Linked DNA regions of Anas platyrhynchos: region 1 is linked to region 2. The links are chromatin contacts, called in public Hi-C maps. All regions are on one chromosome and are shown on one strand. Each heading gives the region's core, a stretch centred on a gene start, on an enhancer-like site or on the middle of the called end of the contact. The rest is flanking DNA. Distances are from core to core; before and after follow the strand shown.

What was found. Hi-C and Micro-C count contacts between places; a contact is called where the count stands out from the background.
Region 1: a contact with region 2 is called in a Hi-C map of subcutaneous adipose tissue, with 2.2 times the contacts expected there. The contact joins the promoter of RAI1 here to the enhancer-like site in region 2. A contact is called at or near these places in 3 of 8 Hi-C or Micro-C datasets (F5 follicle, liver and subcutaneous adipose tissue).

The regions. Positions count from the first base shown.
Region 1 is chr15:17,124,891-17,131,212 of IASCAAS_PekinDuck_T2T, reverse strand. It overlaps RAI1 (retinoic acid induced 1), which reads right to left and starts at 3,480. Exons shown (of 6, transcript XM_072023880.1): 1 at 3,323-3,480.
Region 2 is chr15:17,036,880-17,043,975 of IASCAAS_PekinDuck_T2T, reverse strand. It overlaps NT5M (5',3'-nucleotidase, mitochondrial), which reads right to left. Exons shown (of 5, transcript XM_005011227.6): 5 at 6,567-7,096. Among named protein-coding and RNA genes, the nearest start is that of NT5M, 11 kb to the right of the region's middle. Within about 2 kb of position 5,590, at least 3 of the 8 cell types and tissues checked have an H3K27ac peak or open chromatin away from gene starts, as enhancers often do. A contact at or near this core is called in subcutaneous adipose tissue, where this site is marked.

The sequences.
Region 1 (6,322 bases), core at 2,231-4,730, 89 kb before region 2:
GTCTGAGCCGGTGACGTGCACAAATCCGCCGTCTCCGGGACTTTCCTTGCCTGGCTGGAAACCAGGAGCGCATCCAAAACGGAGCAAGAGGAGATGTGCACGTGCCTGCGCGCTGCCAGCCGCCGTGCCACCGCCGCAGCAGCCGAGCCCTCGGCCGCACGTGCAAATGTTTCTTCTTCTCCCCTTCCTCCTCCCTGCACCCGCGCCCTCGGCACGCCCCGGCCGCGGTGAGCTCAGCGCCCTGCCTGCGTCTGCAGCGCCCACGGCGAGAGGAAACCCGCAGCTCGCCCTGTTCCTGCAGGTGTGCCTCCAACCGCCGAGGGGCTCGGGGCAACTCGTGCAAGGGACGGGGAGGAGAGGAAAAGAAGAGGGTGAGGAAACCCCCGGCGATGCCGCGCTCGCCGGCTAACCGATGGCCCCGTCGCCTCCGGGCGCAGCGCGCCGTGCCCCCGGCTCCATCGGTTAAACCGAAGCCGTGCCGCGCTTCCTCTGATGGCAGCACCAACCGTCCTTCCCCGCCGCAAGCTGCCGAGCCCCAAAATAATTCTGCAGCCCTGCCAGGGCCGCGCTCCGACAGCTCCCGTGTCGCAGGAGCAGGCAGCCGGAGGGGGCCTTACGCTCTCCTGCAGAGCCCTCGCCAGAGCTGGCCCTCCAGGCTGGAAAATCCTTCGCGAGCTGTGACAACCTCCGCAGCTCAGGAAGAGGCGAGAGATGATTAAGGCTGGCTGAAATCTCGCAGGACCCTGCCGGCTGAGAGGCCCCCCCTGTGCACGAGAGAGAAACACCCCGGGGCTGCTCCTCGCAACCTGCGCCTCCCCCTCACCTTCGCACGGGGCCGGGCACGGAGCAAGGCCAGGAACCAGGTCACCGCCGCCCGTTTCCAGGCAGCAAAGGTTTGGAAGAGCAGAGGATCATTTAGCAGAGCGCCAGCGAAGGTTCAGAGCAGAGCCTTCAAATTACACGCTACAGAGCACTTTCCCTGCCTAAAAGGTCTCTGAAATGACTGTGGCGGCTCGGAAACGCAGCGCTCTGCGTGCAATCGTTCCCTGGGGCTTGCAGAGGAGACGGAGCTGGGAAAGGGGAGAGGTGGGACCGCGGTGCCCGGCACGGGCAGCCCCTCCAGCAGCCGAGGACACGCTGCTGCTCCTGGGCACCCAGCACGGCCCCGCGCCGCTTCCCTAAAGCTCCCCGGCAGTTTCTACTGGTCGTGCTATTTTTTGTTATTGTTGTGCTTTTTTTTTTTTTTTTTTTTCCCTTTCTCATTTCTCACTTCCTGCCTTGAACTTCACACAGCTCCCCGGCCCCGGAGCTGCTGTTCAGGGCTTTTGGTGACCCCCAGCACCACGCACAGCCCCCCACGGAGCCCCCCCAGCACCACCAGTGCGCTCACCAGGCCTCCAGGTGATGCCACGGGGCTCAGACCTGATGTATGCCGGGGGGAGAGCAGGGAGCAGAGAGCGCTCAGGGGGAACCTGTCCTCTCCATTTCCCTTCCCATCCTTCTCCAGCCCGTCCCCCAGCAGCTCGAGCTCCATTTTCACCAGGCGGTGACAGCCACCAGCAGACCCGCTCTGAGCGCGCAGCCCCGGGGCACCACACGCAGCCAGCCCCCGCCTCGCCACCCGCGTGTCCCCTCATCCTCTCTCACGGGTGACAGCTCCCACATCCGCAGAGCCACCAGCACGGTGCTGCTCAGCCACCCGGGGTGAGCTGCCACCCCAGGAAAGGCGGCTGCAGCGTCCCACAGCCCTTTGGGATGCCCTGCAAAGTCCCAGCACCCGGTGAGGAAACTCCTGGAGCCTCCAGCAGGCTCCGGTGATGCCCAGAAGCTGGAGGCGAGCTGGGAGAGCCCTCCAAAGGTGCTGGCACCACCAGAGCCGCCCTCCCTTCGCCTCGCACATGCAAAACCCTCACTGTTGTTTTGGGGAGGGCAAAAAACCACCGCTTGGGGAGGTCACCAGAGGACAGGCAGCCTGGGGACCGCTCGCCGCCAAGGGGAGCGCAGGCAGGAACCGGTGGCCACAAGAAGCCTTCGCCAAGCCAAATCTGCTCACATCTAAGGGCCGGCACCATGCTCGGTGAAAGGCGGCGGGGAGCGAGCGCGCACCCCAGCAGCTCCCCGCTCTGACGTCAATGAAAACCTCCGGCAGGTCCGCGACGTCAGCCGCGACGCATCGCGACCGGCCCCAGAGCCCTCGAGGTGCCAACCCCCTAGAACTGGGGGGTCCACGGCTCCCTCTGGACCCCCAGCTGGGAGAGCACCCAGGGGGGTGAATGCTTGCAGGGGGTGGTGGCAAAAGGGTGGGCACGGGGGCAATTGCAGCTGAAAGGCAGCTCCAGCAGAAAGATCTCCGGGGGGGCGCAGGGGTCTCAGCCCACCTTGATGCAGGGGGGCTTCAAATGCACAAAGTTGCATCCTCCTGAGCTGGAGGATGCTGCTGGGGGGGGGGCACGGGGAGCCTAATTGCTCCTCCACAGCCTGGGGGGAGGCAGTGAGAGGTTCCCTGGCCCCTGTGCCATCACCGAGCTCCAGCCAAGCTTGTGCCTGGGGAGAGGGGGGGTCCAGAACGGGAGGCGGTTGCAAATGCAAAGCACGGCACGCGCAGCGCAATGGGAGCACAGCCTGAATGCAGCGCAGGGGCCGCGGGGATGGAAAGGGAAAGAGGAAGGGGAAAGGGAAAGAGAAAGGGAAGAGAAAGGAGAGGGAAGGGAAGGGAAGGGAAGGGAAGGGAAGGGAAGGGAAGGGAAGGGAAGGGAAGGGAAGGGAAGGGAAGGGAAGGGAAGGGAAGGGAAGGGAAGGGAAGGGAAGGGAAGGGAAGGGAAGGGAAGGGAAGGGAAGGGAAGGGAAGGGAAGGGAGGGGAAGGGAAGGGAGGGGAAGGGAAGGGAAGGGAAGGGAAGGGAAGGGAAGGGAAGGGAAGGGAAGGGAAGGGAAGGGAAGGGAAGGGAAGGGAAGGGAAGGGAAGGGAAGGGAAGGGAAGGGAAGGGAAGGGGCTGCAGCACACACCACCGGTGCCACCGCGGCTCCAGCAGCAGCAGCACGGCCGCAGCCGCCAGCGCGGTGCAATCGCAACGCGACGCCCCCCGGCTCGCCGCCCCGCGCCTGTCACCCCCCCTTCCCCTTCCTTCCCTTTTCCCTTCCCCTTCCCTTTTTCCCCTTCCCCTCCCCAAACCTCCCTCTCTATCCCGGGCCCTCCCCGGGCGGCGCTCCCGGTGCGCAACGGCCCTGCCGGCGGAGCGCATTAAAAAAAAAAACCCTTTTCCTCCCCGGTGACCCCCCCACGGTTCCTCCCCGGTCCCCCCCCCGGCTGCAGCAGCCTCTTACCGGGCGGGCCGTGCCCCGCTGCGTCTCAGCGGCGGCGCTGGGCGGGGGTGGCCCCGGCGGCCATCCCCGGGCGGCCGCGCCGCTGTCCGCCGCCGTGCGAGCCGCCTCGGCGGTGTCAGCGGGCGGGAGCCCCGCGCGGCGCCGGGAGGGAGGGGAGGAAAGTCGGGGGCATGACCGAGCGCCGTCGGAAGTGCATTCGTTGCCCGTCGCCCTCCCCGCGACGGCGGCGACATCTGCCGGCGGGGAGCGCGCACCGCGAGGCGCGCACCGGGCTGCGCGCAAAAAAAAAAAAAGGGGGTGAGGGGGGCGCGGCGCAGGGAATCGCGGGGTAGAAAGGGGGGAGGGAGGGGTGCTGGGCATCGTGGGGTGGGTGTGGGGTGATGGGGGGGTGGGGGGTGAGGGGGATCGGGAATCGCGGGGGGGGTGTGGGGTGATGGGGGTGAGGGGTACTGGGTATCACCAAGTGCGCGCGGTGCACGGGGGGTGATGGGCAGCGGGTACCGGGCATTGTCGGCTGGATATGATGTGGTGGGGGTGATGGGGACTGGGTACTGGGCATCGCCGGCTGGATATGGTGTGCTGGGGGTGATGGGCACTGGGTACTGGGCATTGCTGGGTGCCCTCGGGGTGCTGGGGGTGATGGGCACCATGTACCAGGCATCGCCGGCTGGATACGGTGTGCTGGGGGTGAGGGGTACCGGGTACCGGGCATCACCAGCTGCACCTGGAGCACTGGGGGTGATGGGCACGAGGTACTGGGCATCACCAGCCATGCACCACGCTCGGGGTACCCCCGGCCACACGTTGGGTGTGATGGGCACTGGGTATTGCCAAACACACACCGGGTATCGTACGCCAGGCACGCAGCACTGGCTGCCATGCACTGGGTACCCACAGCATGGTGGGTATGGGTACTGGGTGGCACTTACTGGGCTGCATGCAGCAGGAACTGGTGCCAGGCACAGCAGGGGGGAGCGCACTGAGCACCGGGGACCAAGCACCAGATCCTGCAGCAAGGTTTAGGTCTGGATTTGGAGCTGGGTCTGTGCCTGGGTTTGGATTCACGTTTGGTTGAGGGTTGGGCAACGCGTGGATCTGCACTTGGATCAGGGTCTGGGTTTGGATTGGGATTTTGGATCCATGTCTGGATCTGCACTCAGAGTGGGATTCAGCTCCTCATCCAGATCTGCTTCTGCATCTGAATCTGGAACATGCATCCTTCACAAAAACACAGAGGTGGCACTTCTGACACCCCCCCAAGCACCCTGCAGCAGCCCCACAGGTGCACTGAGCACCACCACGCCACGGGGCGCTCACCTGCTTCCTGGTGAGGGTTTGTGCACCGTGTCCCGAGCACCACGGGGACCTCCATGGAGGATCTGGGGGCTGCAGCAGCCATGGCAGGAGCCTTGGGGAGGGACAAGATGGCACCGGTCCCACTCGCCTTGGACGGTCACCAGCCATGCGTCTGGGGCTGAACGTGCTCCAAGGAGGGGCCGGGGTCAGGGAGGGGGATGAGTGCAGGAAACATATTAAGTGAGGAAAATTGGCTGCAGGCAGCACTGCTGCCTAGTGCTTACTTGGTATTTTCCTCTCCGTCAGGTGTCTGCTATAAGCCCTTTCTGGGTAGCGCTTGCAGCTGGTTAACTGTTTGTGCTGCAGAGGGGCCGCCAGCCTCCAGCACCCGCTCTGCACCAAGCAGGGGGGCACCCAGCACCCCCCCACCGTGCTTGTGGCCCCTGGAGCTCACGCCCGGGTTCGGCCCCAGCAGCTCGTGCAGGTATTTTAACAGGGAGCTCCTGGGCTCTTTCAGCCCAGCTGCTAATTTGTAATCCCGTTCTCCTGGTAAAATAAAAGCCTCTCTTATTCCTGCGCGCGAGAGCCAAAGCAAAACTATGAGGAAGTGCCCTGTTTGCAGAACATGCTGTGAAACGCACAAAGGAAACGAAGAGAAAACAGCGTTTTGCACGTTTTTTAGCCTCATTTCAGCTGGGACTTGGAACCGCAGAAGGGAAATCTTTTCCAGCAGGATGTGCATAGCAAGGGGGGGGGGAGGTGGTGCTGAGCTGCTTGGCTGCTGGCGTCCCTCTGGAGCAGGGCCACCTGCCTGCCGGGGCACGGCAACCTCTGCGATGTCCCCAGGGGGTGCCAGGTCCCTGGGGGTCCCGGGTTGCTGCGGGGGCTGGAGCCGTGTGTCCCCAAGGGGCCGGCGGGGCACGGATGGAGGCGGATGGCAGGAAATACCTGCAGCTCCACCGCGGCCCCGCCAAGCCCAACAACGGGGCGCGTGTTCGCAGGGCGGCCACGGCGGGAGGAGCCTCCGAGGGACACACGGGCCATTGTTCCTCGGGCACGGGGCGGAAATTCAGCTGGGCCCGTGGTGTGACGCTGCCGGGCTCTGGGCTCGGGCTGCGAGTGGGACCGAGGAGCTGCCAGCGTGGGTCAGGATGGGAATGGGTCAAACGCAGCGCCCGGTGGCTGAGCTGCATGTGCCGGCGGTGGGGCAGGCACCAAGGGGGCTCGCTCGCTCCTTGGCACGTGCCTGCAGCTTTTTGCCTCACCAAAGCTCTTGCAGATACTCATCTTGTCCCCTCTCAGAGCTCTGCTGTCTGTCTGTCTGTCTGTCTGCGCTCTTGCCGTAACCTGGAAGGACATCTCTCATGTGGTCTGGTGCTTGGCAGTTCCAACAAGCACTCCCTGGTGTTTTCCTTTCGCTTGCACAGCGCCTTTTACCACTAACTCCCCCCCAATTTCTTAGTAAAAAGCAAGAAAAAGCCTTGCAGAAAGCGCCCAGTGCTGCAAATCCCTAATTACCCTCAGCTCCTCCTAAAAAAAAAAAGGGATTCCCATCGAGGAGCACCGCTGCCAGGGGCAAAGGGCTGCAGGCACTGCAGGGCAGCCAAAAATGCTGCTGCTCCCTGCCACCACTGTGAGGATACTGAGAGGGTTTCATCCCGTTGCAGCTCTCCCAACCAAATCCCAAAACATCAGCACTCGCCT
Region 2 (7,096 bases), core at 4,341-6,840:
GGTGTTTGGCTAGCCTTGTGCTGAGCCCCTCGTCCCTCACGCCTTGTCCCATGTCCCCCGTGCCTTGTGCCAAGGCAGGTCAGGGACCTGATCCATCTGAAAGCCGAGCCTGGCCCGGTGGGCTCGGTGCCGCAGGGCCAGCTCTTGTTTGTGTCTCCGGATCACAGCCCCCGCCAGCCAAAAAACAAGGTCTTTGTTTTCGCTGCCTGACGGCTGACCCCTGGCCCTCCTCGGGGACGGGTCCCTGAAGGCTGGCGGGGATTTACGGCCAGATGTGATTTATGCTGGAGGTGGAGCGGGACGGAGCCGTCGTGGCCAGCAGGGACCCAACAGCACGGCTGTCCCGGCCTGACCCTACCCGGCACGGGGAGAAAACCCTGGGGGCAGACAGATGTCCCCAAAAATGCCTGGAAGCTGCATGGGAGGGAAATGTGTGGGTGCAGGCAATGGGAGAAACCCATCAGAGTAGAGCCAGTTGGGACACGGGCTCATACCCCATAAGAGGCAGCTCTGTGGGGGCGATGGGGCTGTGGGGCCATCACCCCTCCTGGCACCCCCTGCCCTGTTTCCAGCCACATGGCACAGCCCTGGGTGTCTTATAAACCCCAAAATTGATTCTGTACATCCCCAGGCACCTCTCCTCCCTGCACCATCACCCTATCACCCTCCCCTGCCTGGGGGGACAGGGAAGCATCCCCAGATGCCCCCCACACCCCAACATTTTCCCCCCAGCACTCGGCCACCTCTCGCTTCCTCCTCGGCTCCTGCTTATCAGCGTGGGGCTCCAGGGCCAGACCAAACAGCCGCCCCCACAAAGGGAACAGTGGGGAGGTTGGGGACCCAGACAACCCAACAGAAGCTCCTTGTCTTCTGCCGGGTGTTGAAATCCAGCCCCGGGTGCCCCCGGGCGGCTCCAGGCTCCCTTCCCTCCTCCCTGCCCTCCTGGGTGAGAGGTCTGCCTTGCTCAGCTCTGTTTACTAAGCCGTGGATTTTCCCCTCCAGCCGTTTCTGTATTCTCGCAGAACCACCTTGGCCGAGCAAGTGAAAGCTCAGCACCAGTACCCACACCAGTTCCAACCAGCAAGGAGCTGGGGACAGCTAGGGTGCTGGGACACCAGGATCACCCCAAACCTGGCTCTGGCTGGGGGACCCCTGGGGACCACCATCCCCCGGGCATCTGGGACAGGGCTGTCCCCTCCCAAACCTGGGGCAGAGGCGTCCCCTGCCTCCCACGTCACCAGCATCCCTCCTGGGACAGTTGGGGACAGGGGCTGGCCCCCGATACAAAGAGCTTTTGGTGCTCAAATGCCTCTGGGGCAGCTCTGCGTGAGCGCGTTGGGGCGCACGGCCAGCCTGCACCAGGGTCACGCTCTTCCCACTGGGCTTTTACTGCCCGGTGAGCTGCTGCAGGAGGAAAGAGGTTGGTTTATTTATGATTTATTCCTGATGAAATCAGCCGGCACCAGTCCCCAGAGCCCAAGGTTTCGGTGGTGCCAGGTCGCACTCAGTCGTGTGGTCTGAATTTTTGGGTAGACCTGTGGGTCATCGAGTCCAACTCGATGTCCAACTTGAGTCCAACTCCAGCCCTTCCAACCCAGGATATTCTGTGATTCTGTGATTCTCTGATTCTATAATTCTCTGCCCCTCGCCCTGCTCTGCCCCATTTTTGGGGACGCTGTGCCGGGCCCTTCTGCGTGGCCAGGGGGTATCAGGATTGTGCAGCACCCCCACGGTGAGCCCGTCTCCCTGCCCACCACCTCCCACCAACATTTTCTGAGCCCAATGCTCACGTTCACCCAAATTACACACAGAGCTAGCAGTCACAAGGCTATTTCTTTGCCTTTTTTTTTTCATTTTTTTCATTTTTTTTTCTCATGAAATTTTCATTTCATGAGAACTGCTGATGGAGAGGAGAGACCTTTCCTGCTGAGCGTGAGCCCAGCCCTTTACGAGACACCGGAGCAGTCACGGAGCCTTGGGCTGCCTGCTTACGGCGCTGCTGGGTTTGTTTTGTTCCGGGCTCGAGATACCGGCCGGAGGAAAAAAAAAACCACTTGCTAAGTGCTGAATTAAAAGGATGATGCAAAACCCGCGGGGTGCCTCGGGTGGGAAACGTGAGCGGCTGGCAGTCGGCAGCCGCGGGGTGCAGGCTGTTTGGAGAACAGGGGGTTCCTGCGATTAGCCCGCTCGCATGACTCAATGCATAACCACCAGTTACACACTACATTTAATCTGGGGTCAAAAGTCACGGATAATTCCAACCACGCAGAAAAAAATGTTTATCGCCCGCTCGCTGGAGCTGTTTGTTTCTGCTGCTCGTTGTTTGGCCCAAACAACCTCAGCAAAACAAATGCGCTCTGGTCCGGGGTCGGGGCTACCTGCGGCAGCTCAGCCTCTGCCTGCATCCCCCAAAAAAGTTTCTCAGTCTCATTTCATCTTGAATATTTGCTGTGAGGGACAAAAAGGATGGTGCAAGGCAAAACCGCCCCTCTGAGGCCCAGTTATTCTGCTGTTTGTGCAGGTGACTGCAGCAGAAGTGCCCTCGGTGCCCCATTGTAGCATGGCTCAGACGCTGCCTCCCTTCAACATGTTTGCTCAGCACCTTCCCCAATTTGGTTTCTGCCCTTTTTTTCCTCCTGGTCCACTTCTTTCCAGCCTGAGCCACGAGCTGCCACTTCAAACCAACCTGGTATCAACAAGGTGTTGGAGGGGACGTTCGGAAAGGCCCTGCCTGGTGAGGTTGATGGAGCAAAGGATCTCAGATCGCTGAAAACACCGAGCAGGGCAAAGGCTTCTGGAGCTCGGAGGCATCACAGACACAAGGACCAGCTCACCCTTGGCTGGGTGTGATGATGCCAGTGGACAACGCGGTGCGATGGTTCCCATTTTCCCAACTAAGAAGAGCAGAGAAGTGATCATCTGCTTAAATCCTCTTTAATTTAATCCTGGGTTGCGTTCAGCACTCCCAGGGCTCTGCTGTTTTCCTAGCTGGTGTGGTGGAGCTCACAGGGAAGCCAGTGGCAGCCAGGGTGCCTGGCCCTGGGAAAAGCTAAAATTGATTAATTTAGGGTGTCCAATGCCTTTTTCTTTAAATATGCCTGCTTTGTGTTATGCACAAAGTACCCCTGCCACGCACGCTGCAAGGTGCTTTTGTCCAAGAATGGATGCTAGGTTTGGGGTTGAGCCGAGGGGCTGGAAATGAGGGAGTTTAAAGCTAGCAAGAGCAGAAGAAAACCACATTTATCTACTCTCGAGCTAATATTGAAGCCTGCAGGCTTCTCACACATGGTGCATTTAAGTTTCCCCCTGCATACAAACTCACCAGCCCTGCAGATGGAAAAGCCTGCTCTGCTATGGCACCGGCAGGTTTTCTCAGTGACTTTTTGGGGTTTGTGGCTTTTTTAATAGCTCTAGGTTTGAAAGCCACTAATGGGGGAATTTTTCCTCCTCTCTAAGCAGAACAGTCCTAGCAGGGCAAGGAGGAAAGGGTCAGATAAGGCTCACAATGATTTTTTTTTTTCCCCTTCTTCAGACAAAAGAGCTCCCAAAGCACCTTGTCCCTGACCCAGCACACCAATTATCTTGCCGAAACCCCTTGCTGAGCTGAGCAGGGCTGGTGCAATTACGTGGATGCTGGAGTGCTTGGCTAAACCACGGCCTCCTGCCTGCTCCCCACAATCTATCCTGGCCCAAAATTAAAAAATAATAATAATAATTCAAAAACTCAGGGCCATTCATGGGGGTCACTGGGCTCCTGGGCCATGTAGGCACCCAGATGGGGGCACTGCAAACACCCACAGCAACGGTGCACAAATGTCCTCCGTGCTTGTGCTGGTGCCTGCAGGAGCCTCCTGCTTGTTTCTCCTCCTCCTCCTGCTCTCTTCCATCACCAAAAAGCCCACAAAGAATTATCCTTCGGCACCATCACCAGGCCTTTCCAAATCAGCCCCAGCCCAGCCACATTTTGGACCCACAACGGCGCGAATGCTCCGGATACCATGGACTTCTACAGTCCCAGATCACCCTTTCTTCACTTTTTTTTTGGGCAGCCCCCGCGTCCCGTCTCCACACCGGCTTGCCTCGTTACGTGCCTGAATTTAATTCCCCTCCATCAGGAGCTGGGCCCAAGCAATTCCATAATAATGAGCTATTCATCCAGAGGGAGGGCACGGATCTAGGTTAATTGGGCTGACAATTGAACCCGAGCCATTCTGGTTTTGCCCAGTTTTCCCCCTTTTTCCCCTCTTCGGCGCAATATCTGCAAAGCTCTCAGCCTCGTTAATTAATAAGGTAACTTCACCCCCAGGGCTGTTTTGTTCTCCCCTCCCTCCTGCAAAGGGCTGGGATAGAAGAAGGAGCAAGAATTAGCTAGCTGGTAACGAAGCAGCCGCTGCCGAGCAGGACAGATCCGGCTCGGTCTGCCGGGGGAGGCAGGCTGTGGTGAGCTGCTGCTGCTGCTCTCCTGGGTTTTGGGGAAACAATGCTGCATGTCGAGGGCAGGTGTTGTATGGGGAACGCTCTGCCTGGCACGTGCAGGAGGTTCGAGGGAGGTGCTGCAAAGCTGGGAGGTGCAGAAAGCAGCTGAGCACACGGGGCTTGCCGGGTGTGGGGTCACCAAAGCTGGGGGGAGATGCAGAAGTGCTCGTGGCTCCTTGGGAATGCGCAACCCTAAATGATCAGGCACTTTTGAAGGTCTTTAAGCCACCAGGAGCATGGGTGGGGTGAGTCTGGGGTGCTGGAGCCCTGCTCCATGCCTCATGTCTTGGTGAGGAAAGCGGGATGCTGCCGGTAGCGCTGCGGGCTCCCGTCTGCCCTCCTGCACTGGGGAACTTTATTCCTCTCCAGAATATGCATCACTCGAGTCTTTATTTACAAATAGAGAGGCAAAACCCATAAATCCTGCCAGGAGGGAAACCGCATCCCGGTGCTGAGGGGCGAGAGGAATCCGTCAGAAAGCTCCCTGCTTCCCCCAGCCCTCACCACCCACAGCTCTGCTCCCAAAACAGGCTCTGGTTTTGGGTTGAGTGGGAGGAAAAGCAAAGTAATGGCCCTTTGTGGGATTTCGGATGAAATCTCAGCCCTGGGAGATCCAGGGGCCTGCAGGGAAGTAGGGTAGAGCTGAGCAGGGAGGCACAGAGCAGGAGGAGAATGGCAACGACGAGGGATGCCGGGGGCTGCATTTTTCCCAGGGATATTTTCCATAGAGACCCTATAGATCCCCAATTCTTCTGACCAACCATTTTTTTAAGCTTTTACCCTTCCGATCTCTCCCCCATCCTCACAGGGAGCGAGCAAGTGGCCGTGGGGAGCCTTGGCTGCCCGTTGGGGTCGGCACATTTCCCCCACACCTCCAGCTGCAGACACATTTCTGGGCACCCCGTGCGCCCCCGGATGAGCTGCCAAAAGGGCACAAAAAGGGCTGCTGAGGTCCTTCCCCACAGCTGGGGGGCCGCAGGGCTGGGCTGCAGGGTTGGGATGAGCAGGGGGCCGCAGGGTTTGGTTGCAGGGGTGGCACAAGCAGGAGGCTGCATGGAGGAGCCCGATCCTGCTCCGAGGCAGCCTGGCAGCTGCGCGCTCCCACACGCGATCGCACAGTCCCCTCTAGTGGATATTCCTCCTGCATCCCGTGGATCTCTCCTGCACGCCCGCTGCTGCTTTGCCCACGATGTGCCTCCAGGCCCTGGCTTCGAGCAGAGAGGCCGGGCACCGTCCTGCTCCCAAATGCAGCGTGGCAGCCCCGCAGGTGTCAAACCCCGTCTGGCTGCCTCCAGGGGCTGAGCCATCGCTGGCTCTGCTCGCTCCCAGCCTGTTTTTTGGGTGACTCAGCCTCCCTCTGTCCCCTGCCCTGGCTTTGTCCCACACCACCCGCAGCCCTTGCGTCAGGGCTGGCCCCTGTGCGACACGGCTGGGCTGACCCCAGCCCCGCAGCCCCCTCTTGGAGTTCTTTGGGCATCGGCCAACAAAGAGTTTAGGAATAATGCAGGCGAGAGCATCGCCTGCTCTGCCCCAGACAGGTCCTACAAGCAGGACCAGAGTGTGCCAAAATGGGCTGGAATGGGGGTGATGTCCTTACAGAGGGGGGCCTGCACCCACACCCTGCACCCAGGCTTCGGGACTATCCGAAATCCCCATAGATTTTGGGTGATGACCCAATTCAGCCCCCATTATGTTCGGGGTGCTGTCATTGCTCTTGACATCCTTTCCTCTCTGTGCTGCTCTGCCCCACGGCCACATTCACCTCCTGGGGGTGTTTGGGGGTCTCTGATGCAGCCCCTGCCTGTGGAGAGGACACCAAAGCTCCTTGGCAGGGGGCTGCAGCTCCCCCCTGCTCTGGGGAGGTGCCACTTGCAGGTCCCCGCACCTCGCTCCATCCCTTGCTGGGGAACTCGTCCCCAGTGCCACCACCACAAGGGCAGCCCCAAAACGTAGCCACAAGGGCAGAGAGGTGCTTGTTCCCCTAACCACCCCCCTGGGCACATTTTTGGGACCGTGGTGGCATTTGGAGGGTGCATACCCAAAGGCAGCTGTGCCCCCAGAGCCCACCGCCCCGCAGAGAAAGGCTGAGCCAGTGGCACAGAAAAATTTATTGTGCGTCTCCTTTGCAGCGTGGCAATGGGAACATGCATCTTTTTGTAGCCTGAACAGAGGAAAAGCCCCAAATCTCCGCTTTTTGGTTAACCCTGAGAGTGCCAGGGGCATGCACTGTGCCTGAGCTCCAGCAGGATTTCCTCTCCAGCTCACGGGTGTCACAGCAGAGCACAGAAAGACACAGCCCAGCCCTGATGTGAATGCCCCATCCTCCCTGCAGGCCCCCAGCATCGGGGTTTGGGCTCAGAAATGCACATTTCGGGCACGAGCCGTACCACGATTGTCCTTGCCGTGGCTTCTCAGCGGGGTCCGAGCTGTGGCAGGATTGGGCTCGCCGGTGAAGGGGCGAAATTAAGGAGTTCTTGCAGCCGTCGAACGCAGGGGTCCGAGCTGGAGGAGGAAATTCAAACTGTCCTTAAAGCTGGACGTGGCAGTGAGCTACTGCCAGGAGAAAACAAACAAACAAACGAGAACAACAAGAACAACAACAAGAGGGGAAAAAACAACT